Linked DNA regions of Sus scrofa: all the other regions are linked to region 2. Evidence: chromatin contacts called from public Hi-C and HiChIP or PLAC-seq data. All regions are on one chromosome and are shown on one strand. The core of a region is the stretch at or near the end of the contact, and the rest is flanking DNA. Distances in the headings are between cores, read along the strand shown.

The links. A called contact is a pair of places that touch in the nucleus more often than the background predicts. HiChIP or PLAC-seq counts read pairs in DNA pulled down with a chosen protein or histone mark.
Region 1: a contact with region 2 is called in a Hi-C map of skeletal muscle, with 5 times the contacts expected there. The contact joins the promoter of ADA here to the promoter of SERINC3 in region 2. A contact is called at or near these places in 1 of 47 Hi-C or Micro-C datasets (skeletal muscle) and 2 of 2 datasets of contacts at active chromatin or transcription factors (alveolar macrophages and skeletal muscle).
Region 3: a contact with region 2 is called in an H3K27ac HiChIP or PLAC-seq map of alveolar macrophages. The contact joins the promoter of OSER1 here to the promoter of SERINC3 in region 2. A contact is called at or near these places in 2 of 5 promoter capture datasets (fetal liver and liver), 4 of 47 Hi-C or Micro-C datasets (embryonic fibroblasts, heart right ventricle and liver) and 1 of 2 datasets of contacts at active chromatin or transcription factors (alveolar macrophages).

The regions. Positions count from the first base shown.
Region 1 is chr17:47,070,678-47,075,393 of Sscrofa11.1, forward strand. ADA (adenosine deaminase) reads right to left here and starts at 1,555. Exons shown (of 12, transcript XM_021077978.1): 1 at 1,393-1,555. The coding sequence starts at 1,425.
Region 2 is chr17:46,922,993-46,927,124 of Sscrofa11.1, forward strand. It overlaps SERINC3 (serine incorporator 3), which reads right to left and starts at 1,850. Exons shown (of 10, transcript XM_021077977.1): 1 at 1,672-1,850. The coding sequence starts at 1,710.
Region 3 is chr17:46,684,334-46,688,748 of Sscrofa11.1, forward strand. It overlaps OSER1 (oxidative stress-responsive serine-rich protein 1), which reads right to left and starts at 1,811. Exons shown (of 4, transcript XM_021078054.1): 1 at 1,663-1,811. It also overlaps LOC106506689.

The DNA.
Region 1 (4,716 bases), core at 305-2,804, 150 kb after region 2:
CATTTCCCAGATGTGAAAACTGAGGCCCAGAGAGGAAAAATGACCCGTCAGCTTGATCAGCCAGGCTTGAGAGAGGCCAAAAAATGAGCCTGACAGTCTGTCTCTCACAGGGATGTTATAAAAGAGTTGCAAGGATCGAATTGCACATGGCAGGTTCTACAGAAGGGTTGGCTGTGATCTCTCTCCATAACTTCTATCTATCCAGTCAAGGGGCTTTAGATCCATATCAGGATCTACTGCCTTAGGATCCATATCAGGATATGGTGGTTCCCCAGCCCAAGGGTAGAGGGGATCCAAAAGCGTTTTCCTGCAAAGAAAGACACACTAATAAAGGGGCGCTGAGCACCCAAGAGGCATGGGGTGGGGTGGGGGTGGCAGTGTTGCAGCCCTAGTACCTGTGACATCTGGCAGGGAGTATCGAGCATCCGCCCTCCGGTGACCAGGCCCAGGGAGGGGGCCAGGCCTACTTCCTCAGAGTCCCCCCTCCCCCCCACCTTATGATGCTCATCAGCGCCTCTGCGATAATCTGCCATCATTACTCACACCTATTTCTCAGAGAGGTAACTGGAGGCTGACTGCAGCTCACTCCTTCCCCTGACCACCCCCAACCTCCCCCCACCTGCAGTCTCAAACCCTGCTGGACAGACTCCTGAGCCCCTCCCTTCCCTGGACTGAATGGCAGTGCTCTGAAGCCCGCCAAGTGGGCCCAGACCCTCCCTGACCCCACCATTCCCAAGACTCCACAGCTGGTGGGAGGAGGGACAAGGGATTTATCCCCTGGGGCTAGCAGCTGTGGCTTGGCCCCGAGTGAACCCTACCAGGGCCCAGGGCCTAAGGCCCATCGAGCCCCTCTAACGTGGAGAGAGGGGTGCACTGCTCCCCTCTTCCCCTCTCCAGCATGACCTGCCTCACAGGCACATCTACAAACCTGGGCTCCTTGGTGCTCACAAAACCATCATAGTGCTGGGCGTGCACAGCTGTTTCCATTCACCCAGCGCTCGGTATGTGTTGTCCACCACACTAGGTGCCTGTGGGTGTAGACATCCGGCCCCATTTTATAGCCAAGGTTCAGAGAGGTCAAGCCACCTGCCTAGGCTGCTCAGCACAGGTGATGCTAGCATGCCCACTTGACAGACAGTGCAACTGAGACCCAGATGGGCCAAGTCAGAGGCAGAAGCAGAACTTGGGAGGCCCGCCAGGGGCGCCTCCAGATTCAGGACTCTTCCTGTCTCATTGCTTCTCATTAGACAGCCTGGAGGAGGGCAAGGACCTGAGCTGAGGGAAGAAAGCCCCTGCAGGGGCCCTCCTTTTGCTCCCAGGGCTTGGATGCCGCTAAGCCCTCCAGCCAGACAAGGAGCAGACCCCGGACCCCGAGCCCCCGCCCGCGCTCACTTTGGGTTTGTCGAAAGCAGGCGTCTGGGTCATGGTGCCAAGCGTGCGCCCCGGCACTGCTCCCTCCGCCGAAGATCGGTGGTCCACCGCTGGGTCAGTCAGCCGGTCCGCTTCCCCCGGAGCCCGCAGTGACCGCGGCCCGCCACGCTCCCCTTTACGGGGCCTGGCCCCGCCCCGCCCCGCCCCCGGCCCCGCCCCGCCCGCCGCTCCCGCCCCGCCCCGACCGGCAGACCCGCGCAGCGCATTTCCTGGAATTCTTGCCCAGTGGTGGGGACAAGCCCGAGTCCTCTGGGCCGTAGTCCGCCGCCCCAAATCTCTGGCCCGGGACACTGAGTTAGAGCCACCTGTGGGCTTCAGCTCTAGCCGCCTGGCCAGGCTCTGCCTTTCGCCCGGTCCTTCCAGCGGCGTTGACGCTCTTGCCTGGGCGCATACAGTGTGCCAGGCCCGAGCTGGAAGCTGGGAACCGGTGCGCATCACATACCTCGTGGGGCTTGTACTCTACGAGCCAGACACGCTCATCGCAGAATCACACACTATAAATGTGTAATCAGGGAACTTTAATGAGGACCAGCGTGGCCTGCAGGTCGGGGAAGGTTTCTCTGAAGACCTTAAGGCATTCACCAGGTGAAGGTGGTTGGGTCGGTGGGAGTTCGGTGGAAGAGGGCAGCGCAGGTGGAGAGGGCATTCGGTGTGAGAGACTCCAGGCAGCTGGGCAATGAAAGGAGAGGTGGGGGCACACAGCAGATCCCCTCCTAGGCATCTACTATTGAGAAATCTGCCCATAGTGCAGCCAGAGACCGCCTGCAAGAATGTTCCCACGGGCGCTGTTCCTAATAAAAACATTGGAATCACCCAGATGCCTGTCCACAGGCAAGGGGGCAAATAAACTGGAATAGTCACATCAAGGAATATGATACAGCAGTGAAACTGAATGAACTTCAGCAGACGAAACAGATCTATCTCAGAAACAATGTTGGAAAAAAAAGTCCTAGGAGTCCCTGCTGTAATGCAGTGGGTTAAGAATCGGACTCCACCGGCTTGGGTCATTGGGAGGAGAGGGTCGATCCCCGGCCTGGCCAGTGAGTTAAACAATTCCACACAGCTGCCGCAGTGGATTGCCGCTGAGGCTCGGATTCAACCCCTGGCCCTGGGACCTTCCATATGCCACTGGAGGGGCCATAAAAAATAAATAAGTAAAGTCCCAGAAAACTATGTACATTATGGTGCAACTTTTAGATTGTAAAATAAAAGCAAAACCAAAAATATGCATGTTTAGACAAATGTGCATTTGAAGCAAAAAAAAAAAAAAGGTAAAGCAAGTAAAAGATAAACACAAATTTGAGAAGAATGGTTATCTCAGGGAAGTGGGGAAGGGGAGGAGCACACAGATACGTTCAGGTTGTTGGTGATGTTCCAGTATGTGGGTGGGATAGTGGTTCTGTTTCATTTCATTCTAGTATAAATGCATTAATAATAAATGACAGGGGTGGGAGAGTGGAGGGCAAAGGGCGGGAGAGTCAGGCAAGGACCAGATCACATTGGGCCTGTGGGATGCGGTAAGGGTCTGGTCTCTCCCCCCAAGAGTGCTAGAAAAACAATGGAGGGTTTTAAGTGGAGGCAAGATTTGGTCAAACTATTTTTTTTTTTTTCTTTTTTGCCTGTGGAAGTTCCCAGGCCAGGGATCTGGACCTGCACCTGCGCCGCAGCAGTGACCTGAGCCTTAGCAGTGGCAATGCTGTATCCCACTGAGCCACAATTCCAATAGGATCAAACTTTTATTTGGACAAAAACATTCTCCAGCAGCTACTTAAAGCGTGGTCCGGAAATCGTCAGCATCGTTATCCCCTAGGAGCTGATTAGAGTCCCCGACTCTCAGACCCCCTCCCGCCATCCTGAACTGGAATCTGAACTTGAATACCATAGCCACGTGGTTTGTGTGCAGCTGGGGCTTAAGCCTGGGCTCCCTGCTGTGAGGGGACAGCATTGCAGCGGGGCAGAGGAAGCGTGGGAGAGCAGGAAGGAGGCAGCTGCAGTGACCTGGGTGGAGATGGCAGTGATGGTGGGGAAGATGGCAAAATCAGATTGCGGCTACATTTAGTGGGTAAAATCAGCTGGGCTTGGGTTGGATTGTAGGTGAGTGTTCGAGAGAACGGGTCAAAAATATCCTTCCAATACATTATCGAAGCCAAAGAAGGTTCCTTTCTTTCTTTCTCTTTCTTTCTGCCTGTCTGCTTGCCTTTCTTTTTTCTCTTTCTTTTGGCTGCACCCTCAGCACGTGGAAGTTCCCAGGCCCGGAATCAAACTTGAGCCACAGCTGTAACCAGAGCCACAGCAGTGACAATGCCAGATCCTTAACCTACTGAACCACAGGGGAACACCCAGAGCTTTCTTTAAGACCCTTCCCTGGCTCCCCACATCACTCAGGGGACCTAATAATGGCTCCTGTTTCCTGAGACACTCTCTGGGAAACATTTTATAAGCACCATCCTGGTTTTTTTTTTGGTTTTTTTTTTTTTTTTTTTTTTTTTTTTTTTTTTTGGTCTTTTTGCCATTTCTTGGGCCGCTCTCGTGGCATATGGAGGTTCCCAGGCTAGGGGTCTAATCTGCCTATGCCAGAGCCACAGCAAAGCAGGATCCGAGTCACGTCTGCAACCTTCACCACAGCTCACGGCAACCCACTGAGCAAGGCCAGGGATCGAACCCACAACCTCATGGTTCCTAGTCGGATTTGTTAACCACTGCGCTACAATGGGAGCTCCAAGCATCATCCTGTTTAATCTCTACAGCAATACTGTCAAGTAGGAACAGATCTTGATGAGAACAACACTGAGGCTCAGAGAGGGGAACAGCCTGCCTAGTACACGAATTACACAGGATGGAGCTGGGATTTGAATTTATTATTTATTTATTTATATAGCCATACCAGTGGCATAAGGAAGTTCCCAGCTAGGGGAGCTGTAGCTGCTGGCCTATGCCCTAGCCATTGTACCAAGGGATCCGAGCCACATCTGCAACCTACACACCATAGCTCAGAGCAATGCTGGATCCTTAACCCACTGAGTGAGGTCAGGGATCAAACCCACATCCTCATGGAGACTATGTCAGGTTCTTAACCCGCTGAGCCATGACAGGAACTCTGGGATTTGAATTTAAATCTGACTCTAGAAGCTTCACTCTCCACCTCATTATGGTCTCCCCAGCCCCTGACATGACATTCCAGTCCCTCTCCAACATCAGTCCCCTCACTTTCCAGCACATTCCCCAAACACAAGTCAACCCGATGACTTGCCGGTAGGTGAAAGGTGGCACGGTTCTTTGCTATTC
Region 2 (4,132 bases), core at 600-3,099:
TTTAATCTACAGGGCCCAAATCAGTAACCTATAGAGAATGGAAGAAAAGTCCTTAAGTTGGCCAATAGGTATCTACATGATTTGGTTCCCTTTACCTTTCTTTCTTTTTTTTTTTTTTGCTTTTTTGGGGCCACTCCTGTGGCATATGCAAGTTCCCAGGCTAGGGGTCTAATCAGAACTATAGCTGCCCACCACAGCCACAGCCACACCAGATCTGAGCCATGTCTTCGGCCTACACCACAGCTCATGGCAACACCAGATCCTTAACCCACTGAGAGAGGTCAGGGATCGAACCTGCCACCTCATGGTTCCTAGCCGGATTCGTTGCCACGACGGGAACTCCCCCTTTACCTTTCTGACTTCATTTTCTATTATTCTTCCCTTCACTCATTCCATTCTCTAGTATACTGAACTCCTTGCTGTTCCTACTGGACAAAAGGAATTAATAAAATATAAAAGTGATTTATAAATAGAAATGCTTTGATGGCATCAATTCAAATCTCAGCTTTACATTACTTAAAATGTGTTTAGGTTTCAGATTACCAATTCAATCCTTAATGATTTTCTTAACATTTGTTTAAAAATCTATCTTGTAAATAGTGAGCTTGACCCACTAGTGGGCTGTAAATAACAACTGACCAGGATTTTAAAAAATGTGATGGAAAAGTTGTACAGTAGAGGGCATGAAATCTGTGTCTAAATGGGTGTATTAAATCTACCAGGTGAAATTATTTCTTATTCTGAGCCAAGGTCAAAAAAAAATCAGAAAGCCACTGCAATCCAGGACCTTAAACGATGAATAGTCCTTTTGATTTGATCCACAACCTTAAGGGATGGAAATTACACTCTGTTCCTAAGAAACCGAAGTGGAATGAGCTGAGATTGAGTCCTTGGTCAATTAAGCCAGTTGGGGAATTAAAAAACAAGGAGATGATGATGTTAAGCAAGCATGCTCCTCTAAAGCAAATGCAGGAGCGAACTCAGCATATTCACTTCCACAGATTCTAAATTTCTCTTTTAAAATACGGCGCTTACAATCTACAAAGTGATTCAATCCATTTATTCACTTCATTTTCTTGACGCGAGGAATGCAGGGGTGACTGTCATCTTAACGGAAGCCAGAAAGAAATGATTTGTACAAAGTCCCAAAATGTTCAGGCCATGACTTCCAATTCTGAACAATAATCCACAAGGCCTTCTTTCCCTTGCGCCGGAAACTTAAAATCCCACCTCTGCCACATACTCCTTGTGCTGTGGGATAAAAATATTACTCAAGCCCCCTCACCGCCCAAACAAATGACGCCACCTTAAGAAGGAGCCTGGAAGTGAACCGGAGAGCCCTGGCCTCGGGACTCCGTCTCCCATTCCAGCTCCTGAGGAACCCAGAGGCCGGAAGGCTCGCGGGGGCGGGGCACTCGAAATTGTAAACAATGGAGGTCTGGCCTCTTAGGTTTCTCAACAAACCCAGAAGGCCAGCCGCCTGATCTCAGCCGCAGGGCATCGCAGATTTTATCCTGGACCCCTTGATACCCTCCAAAGCCCAGGGTCGACCCCCACCCCCTCCAACCCCTGGGTCCCTGGGGCCGAGGCCCGTTCTGGGCTGGGCTTGGGGAGCCTTATCGCCCTTCCCCACACCACCAGTCCGACGGAAACACCAGATCCCGAACTCACCCAGCTGGCGAGGGAGAAGACGCCCAGCACAGCCCCCATGGTGACGCGGGTTATCTATGTGGACTACCGAGAATCTCCCGGAGAGATGGTAACTCCCTGCTGAGGGGTCTCCTAAGAAACGCGACGGTTTCTCAGGCCGGAAACGTGCGGCCTACGTCATCACGTGGCCCCGCCCATCACTCTCGCCGCTACCGAGAAGGCACCTATCATTGGTAGAAGGAGAAGGCGGGGCTAAGGCAGCCGGGGCCTGGGGGAGAAGGCGGAGCCAAACTGGTGCCGGAAGGAGCAGGTTTTATTCCTCCGCCTCTTTTGTATTCCCTGGGAGCCCACTATGTCCAGACGTGGAGTGGAGAAGTGCTCAAGGAGTTATGGCCAACTTAATAAGAGACTGGCACTGAACAGAAAAGGACCATGACATGTTGTGATGCCAACTATGAAAAAGTAGTATGAGGCACAATTCGCTCAATAAAAGTTTATTTAATGCCTTCTATGTAAGAAGGTAATTAGATGGGGAGTAGTCCTGGAAGGACTTTGTATGTAATCTGAGGGATTTATATTTAGTCTAAGAACTGAAGGATGAGCCCAAATTAAGCAGGAAAGATGGGCACTCTTTCTTAAAATGTGGGCTGTAGAAACCATTTGAGATGGGTGAAAGGATCTAAGAATGCATGTGTGGTACATTAACACTGAAAGGCAGTGTTTCAAATTAAAGTGAGTGTTTAAGACCAATATGCATTTAATATTTTTCTAATATTTGCTTATCTCCCTTTTTAACAGAGTGAGGGCTTCCTTCCAAATTTCATCAAAAGGTAACCACATTCAAAGTTATAATAACACTGTTTGTTTTAGAGTTTGTGTATGTGCGTGTTTGTAGAAATTCTTCCACTTTTATCAAGCAATGCTTGGTTTCCATTTGAACAGTGGTGTAAATTTTACTTTGTAAATTTTTTTTTTTCTTTTCATGGCCACCGCACCTGCAGCATATGGAGTTTCTAGGCCGGAGATTAAATCGTAGCCCCAGGTGTGTAGCCCCAGGTGTGGCAGCGCTGAATCCTTTAACCCACTGCACCAGGCTGGGGGTCAAACCTGCACCTCCTCAGCAACCCCAGCTCCTGCAGTTAGGTTCTTAACCCACTGCACCGTGGCGGGGAACTCGAATTTTCCTTTGTAAATTTAAGTAAAAATGAAGAGTCTGTTTAAAGAAAAAATTTTGAAAATTTATTTACTTACATACAGAACAGGTGGTATGTAGATAGGGCAACAATTATGACAATGTTATACAAATGATTAGTGTAGGGGGACATTTATATGGGAGTATGAGAACCTATAGAGTCTGGATCCTAGACTATTTAGGTTGGAAGAAGCCTTAGAAATATATTCTAATCTCTTCTGTCGACTTAAAAATATGGACAACCTGAAAGTTGAGACTTAAGTTTTATTTGGGGCAAAATGAGGATGATAGCCCAGGAGGGAGCATTTCGGATAGCTCTGAAAAACTGCTCCAAAGACACGGGGCGGGGGATGGGGGGGATGTCAATGTGATTTTGGTGAAGGGGGAGGTCCATGCAGTCAAGCACACATTTTACAGAAGGTTGCTGCTAGTCACAAGGAGCAGATATCACCCTGAAGGATTTTAGTGCTTTTCTAGATATGAGGAGATGCAAGAATTGAACTCATAAAATCTGAAAATATTTATCTGAAGACCTATTCTGCCAGTTTTCCCAGAGCACAGAGTGCCTCCCTCCTGATCTCCACCCTGAGCGCCTTTCAGGGGGTGTTGAAGGTCAGCAGCTGCAGTGGCTCATGATTCAAGCCTTGTAGAGGCAGATGGTGGGGCCAGTCTCCAGTTCACACTTGTCGTACAAAAATGGAAAAAGACTCCAAGCGAACTGGTTTGCTGAAAGCCACAGAAAGGGCTGATGGCAGAGGAAGGATTACTCAAGTGATCCTAATTCCTACCTAGATCCTTCTCTCTTTCAGCTCCCAAACTACCTTCCCAAGTCACGTTGTTTCAGGACCACTGAATATTCCTTAAAGTCCTTGCTTCCGCCTGCCTGGGTATTATTGGACTGGGCAGAAAAAAAGCCAAAACTATGATAAAGCCTGTGATCAAATTCTGCCAGGAACATACCCACTGCCTAAAAGAATTAGAGTTGTTTAGCTTGTTCATTCAGGGAGAACACATTTGAGAGAGAAGCCATGAAGTGTCTTGGTAAGAGGGAGTTGGGAAGAGCTTACTGTGGGATATTTGGGTTTGTGCTGGGTACCTCTAAGGTGGGTATAAGGAAGTGGGGAACAGTTTTGAATTGGGCACAGTCAAGAAGCAGGGACAATTCAGTAATCTGTTATCTTAATTTTACCCATAAGGTAGGAGAATTAAAGCAGGGCCAGATGTCATTGAAAAAGAAGCAGGACCTACTCATGTTAGTCAGAAGAGGAGGATGTTGAGTCAAATTTGTGG
Region 3 (4,415 bases), core at 561-3,060, 240 kb before region 2:
CTCTGGAGATCAGTACACATCACATCTACTAGTATTGACAGAATTCCTACTATATGCTTTAGCACTAGACTGGGTGCTTAGGGATACAAGGATAAACCTGACATCAGAACTAGAATCTCATTCTTGCCCTAACACTGCACTAAGATGTTTTGCGCCCCGATATGGAACTTTTAATTATATAGTCCTAACTCTAGATGTTAATACAAACCTAGCTGACACACTAAAACTTTCTTGACACATTAAAAGATCCATCATTTAACAACCAAAACAGACCAAAATAAAACTGGCACAGACTAAAACATTAGGAATGACATTCCATCTAAACTATTTTGAGACTTTCAACATTCTGATGACTCACCTTTTCCCTCAATTATATTAACCCAGAGCAAAGGTGAATCTTAGGCATGACCTGAAGAGCTAAATCATAACATGTTTGTAATTACAAAAAGGCTTATTATGCTCCGCCCTATTCCCGGCCTCCCATTCACTCAAATCAAGAGCTAAATAACTCAGTGAAACATGTATCGTTTTCCCCTTCTTCACTGATAAATTCATAAATTTGTGGGATGGATTTCTGCCGTTTTTTACTACACTAACTTCTTGAAATTGAACGATCCCCCTCAAAGATCAAACTTTTTAAAAGGCCTATTAGAAATTACCTTAAGTCAAATAACATAGGGCCTCGGATTTTCCTTAGCCTTTCAAAAAAAACCAAAATTATTCTAAGTTCCTTCATCAAAAGGGCAAATTCCTGATTTTCTCTGATTGTCAACAAAAGCTATGGGTCACAATCTTATTTACATCTTGCAGTTTTAACCGAGACCTCTTCGAACGTCAGGCCTAGGTCCAAATTTCCAGGACCCTGAAAAGACCGGAGAACGATCAATAAAAGATCTGCGCGTAAGCGTGTCATCACAATGTTAAAATATTTAGAAAATTTCCCAACCCACCAGGAAGCGTGGAGTTCGGGAAAGAAAACCGAATCCAGCAACTCTGCAAGGCGCAAATAAAACTAGGTTCAAACAATCGACCCGGGTGTCTCTTCTACCCACTCAACTCCCTAAACTCTCGGTACTAGAGCCCGATGTTAATTCTTCTTACCCAGAAAGTGGATCGGTCGTGGTTCAACAGGATTTGGGGAGAGGGAGGCTCAGAACCTGAGGGGTTCGGATAGCGGGGAGCTGTCCAGGGCCTTAGCTCTGCCCGCCCGAGGTCCTGCAGCTGGAAGTCGCCCCCTGAGGATACTCTCCGGGCCAAAAGGAGAGGATACAGTAGGGCCAAGGGGCAAGGGATGCAGGAGGAGGAGGGAGCAAAGCCGAAGCGGCAGCCAACGAGACTGGGGCGCGGAAAAGGGCGGGAAGGGGCAAAGGGCTGCCGAGGAGGACGAAAAGGGGAAGCTACGGCCAGGCGGGAGAGGGCGGAGGCGCGGGGCGGGGGTCGCGGAGGCGGGAAGGGGCGAAGAGAGCGGGGCTCGGGTAGTGCCAGGCCGCGGCGGCGGACGGAGCGCGGAGAGGCGCAGGCCCGGCTGGGCCCAGACAGCCAGAGCCGTGGGACGACGCGACGCGACGCGAGAGGGCTCAGAAGCGGCTGCCCGCTGCCAGGCCGGGCCTCGAGGCCGAGACGCGGTGCTACGGAGCTTCTCCGTCAAGTCTGGGCACTCACCTCCTCGCGGCAGGGTCGCTCCGGTGAGCCAGTCTCGTCAGTTCAGATCGTCTCTCCCCGATCGTCGCGCCTGACTGACCCGGATCTAAACCCGCGGAGGGGGCGGCCCGCTCCTCCGGAGTCGCTCTGCGCCTGCGTCACTCGGGCACGCCCCCCGCCCCCTGTTCGCGCTCCTCCTACCCCCCGTGACTCGGCAGCGCGGCAGGCAGCGACTGCGCAGGCGCGGAGCTGTAGCCGCGCCTCTCAAACGCCTTGCACCCGCCCCTCTCAAAACACGTGCGCCTGACGCCACTTCCTGTTATTCTCTTCGCTCGCTCCTCCCTTCTCAAAGAGTTTGCTGGGGATGGCTTTCTGGGGCATGCCTGCTTCCTTCTCTTGGTCAGGTGAGTGACTGGGTGAGTGAGGGTTGTTTCTCGCTGTCACGGAGCCACCTCGATTTTCCGCGGTCTCCCTGTGCTTGGAGCGCTACCTGGAGTCAACAAGGCTACGGAATTCCGCGAGGTGAGGCCCAGGTGGGTGGATCTTTACGCAACGGAGCCACCTCTGAACGCTCCGCGCGAGTCTCCTGGATGCGCGAATCTGGACTGCCGGCGGTATCGCTGGGGCTCGAACACCAGCCTTCGCCTCCTGGGGATCCCCCAGGGCTGCAGAAAAGCAAGGGGGAATCCGACACAGCTAGTACCGTGAACATTAGGCCGAAATTGGAACTGAAATGCGTTTACAAAATACCTTTGTTGTTTCCCTCTCTGGCTTTCTCCATTCTGTTAAATGAGGACGTTGGACTGCTTCAGCACATCTCGTTGTTTTCAGGCATGGACTCCGTTGAGAATCTGGTGAGAATCGTAGGCCGCCTCGACAGAGACGTGCACAGGCATACCAAATTTTGCAAAAAGGTTTGGGCAGTTCACCTAAGCAGGTAATTTTTAGGGATCTTTTCCTTTTGTAGGACTCCGACGGTTGCTTGGATGGCAGACAGAGAAGGGATGGGCTGAGCAACGGCTGCTACTCCCTCCAACACCAGCTCACTCACCATGCCCCAGTTCCACGTCCGCACTTCTCAGAGCTTTGTGGGAAAAGATGCTCTTCCTCAGTAAAATGGGCTCGAGTTGGTTCTGGCCAACCTTTGTGTGAGGTTGTCACTTGAACCAAAACTGGACCCTCCCACTCCCCAGTACCTTAGCTATAATCACCTAATTGGATAGGCTGCTGAAAATAGCTTGGTATGTTCAACTTAACTATAGCCAGACTTTGGAATGCCTGGCCCATGTCTGAGGATGGAATCTACAGGTTATTTTATAAGATTGTTAAAGCATGTCTTGGGCCCTGGGTACCTTTTTAAATCCTTGTTCATACCAGAGGCTCAGTAACTGACAAGGGATGAAAGAAACCTGTTAATTGTTAAGTCCCAACATCAAACCAAATTCTAATGATGGCTCCCCGCTTCTTTGCAGCAACCATGCACGTGTTTGCACGTTTAATATTCCTGTAATTTTACACAACAGATGAGGATGACTGGGATTCAGATATTAGCTTGTTCTAGCTCCCTTCTTCTGTGTCACAGTGCTAGGAAGTGACCGAATCAGGATTTAAACAGTCTCAAAAGCCTGGCAGTCCACTGCTTACCATCTCTCAGTATATCTTAGAATAAGAAGCAGGAAAATATGATGCATTTTTTTCCCCTCAGAAGTTGCCACGTGAATTTCATTAAGACCAAATACATGTTTTTAAGCTGTTAGTCAAAAATACTGCTTCAGATAAAACCACACAACCTTGAAGGCAGGGACTGTATCTAGTTGAGTTGAATTCTGGAGGTGAGTAGGTGCTGTGCTGTGTACAGTTTTGGGGCATGCTTCATTTTACCTCATTTCCATCTATGATGGCATTAAATACTAAAAACTAAAGTTTTAAAAGGCTTCCTTTTATTTTATTTATTATATTTATTTGTAATTATTTATTTATTTTTTTTTGGGGGTGTTTTTTCCTTTTCTAGGGCTGCTTCCCGCGGCATATGGAGGTTCCCAGGCTAGGGGTCTAATCGGAGCTGTAGATGCTGGCCTACGCCAGAGCCACAGCAACTCAGAATACGAGCTGTGTCGGCGACCTACACCACAGCCCGCGGCAACGCTGGATCCTTAACCCACTGAGCAAGGCCAGGAATCAAACCCACAACCTCATGGTTCCTAGTCGGATTCGCTAACCACTGTGCCACGACAGAAACTCCAGGCTTCCTTTTAGGTACGCGTGTCTCTGTCGTAAAGCTGGATGCTTTCTGAGGATGTGGCTCATTACTCAGGGAGTATTTGGAAGGCGAACCTCTGGGGAAGAAAGTCTGTTAACTCACACCCCCTGATGTGGCCTGAAATTCCAAGTCATATATAGGCCTGATTCACTGTTTGACACCTCATGACTTAGAATGAGAGACAGAAGCCACAAAGCATGTGATGTGTGGGAACAAAGCCAGACTGCCTCCTACACCAGCAGCACAGGATCTTTCCAGCCACAGAAAAAGCCTTGAACCTAATGTGGAGATTTTATATTCAGGAAATTGACTTGGCATTTATCAACTTAATGCACACAGTGATGCCATTTAATCAGAAAGCTGTGGTAGCTGTAAAATGCCTTTAACAGTGTACGTCCTTCTTGTTACATGTACTTTCTAAGTGATTGAATAGAGGAGAATTCATTCCATCAAATTAGACTGCAAAAACAATCAATTTATATAGGAAGATAACTTCTGATTTTATTTATTTTTT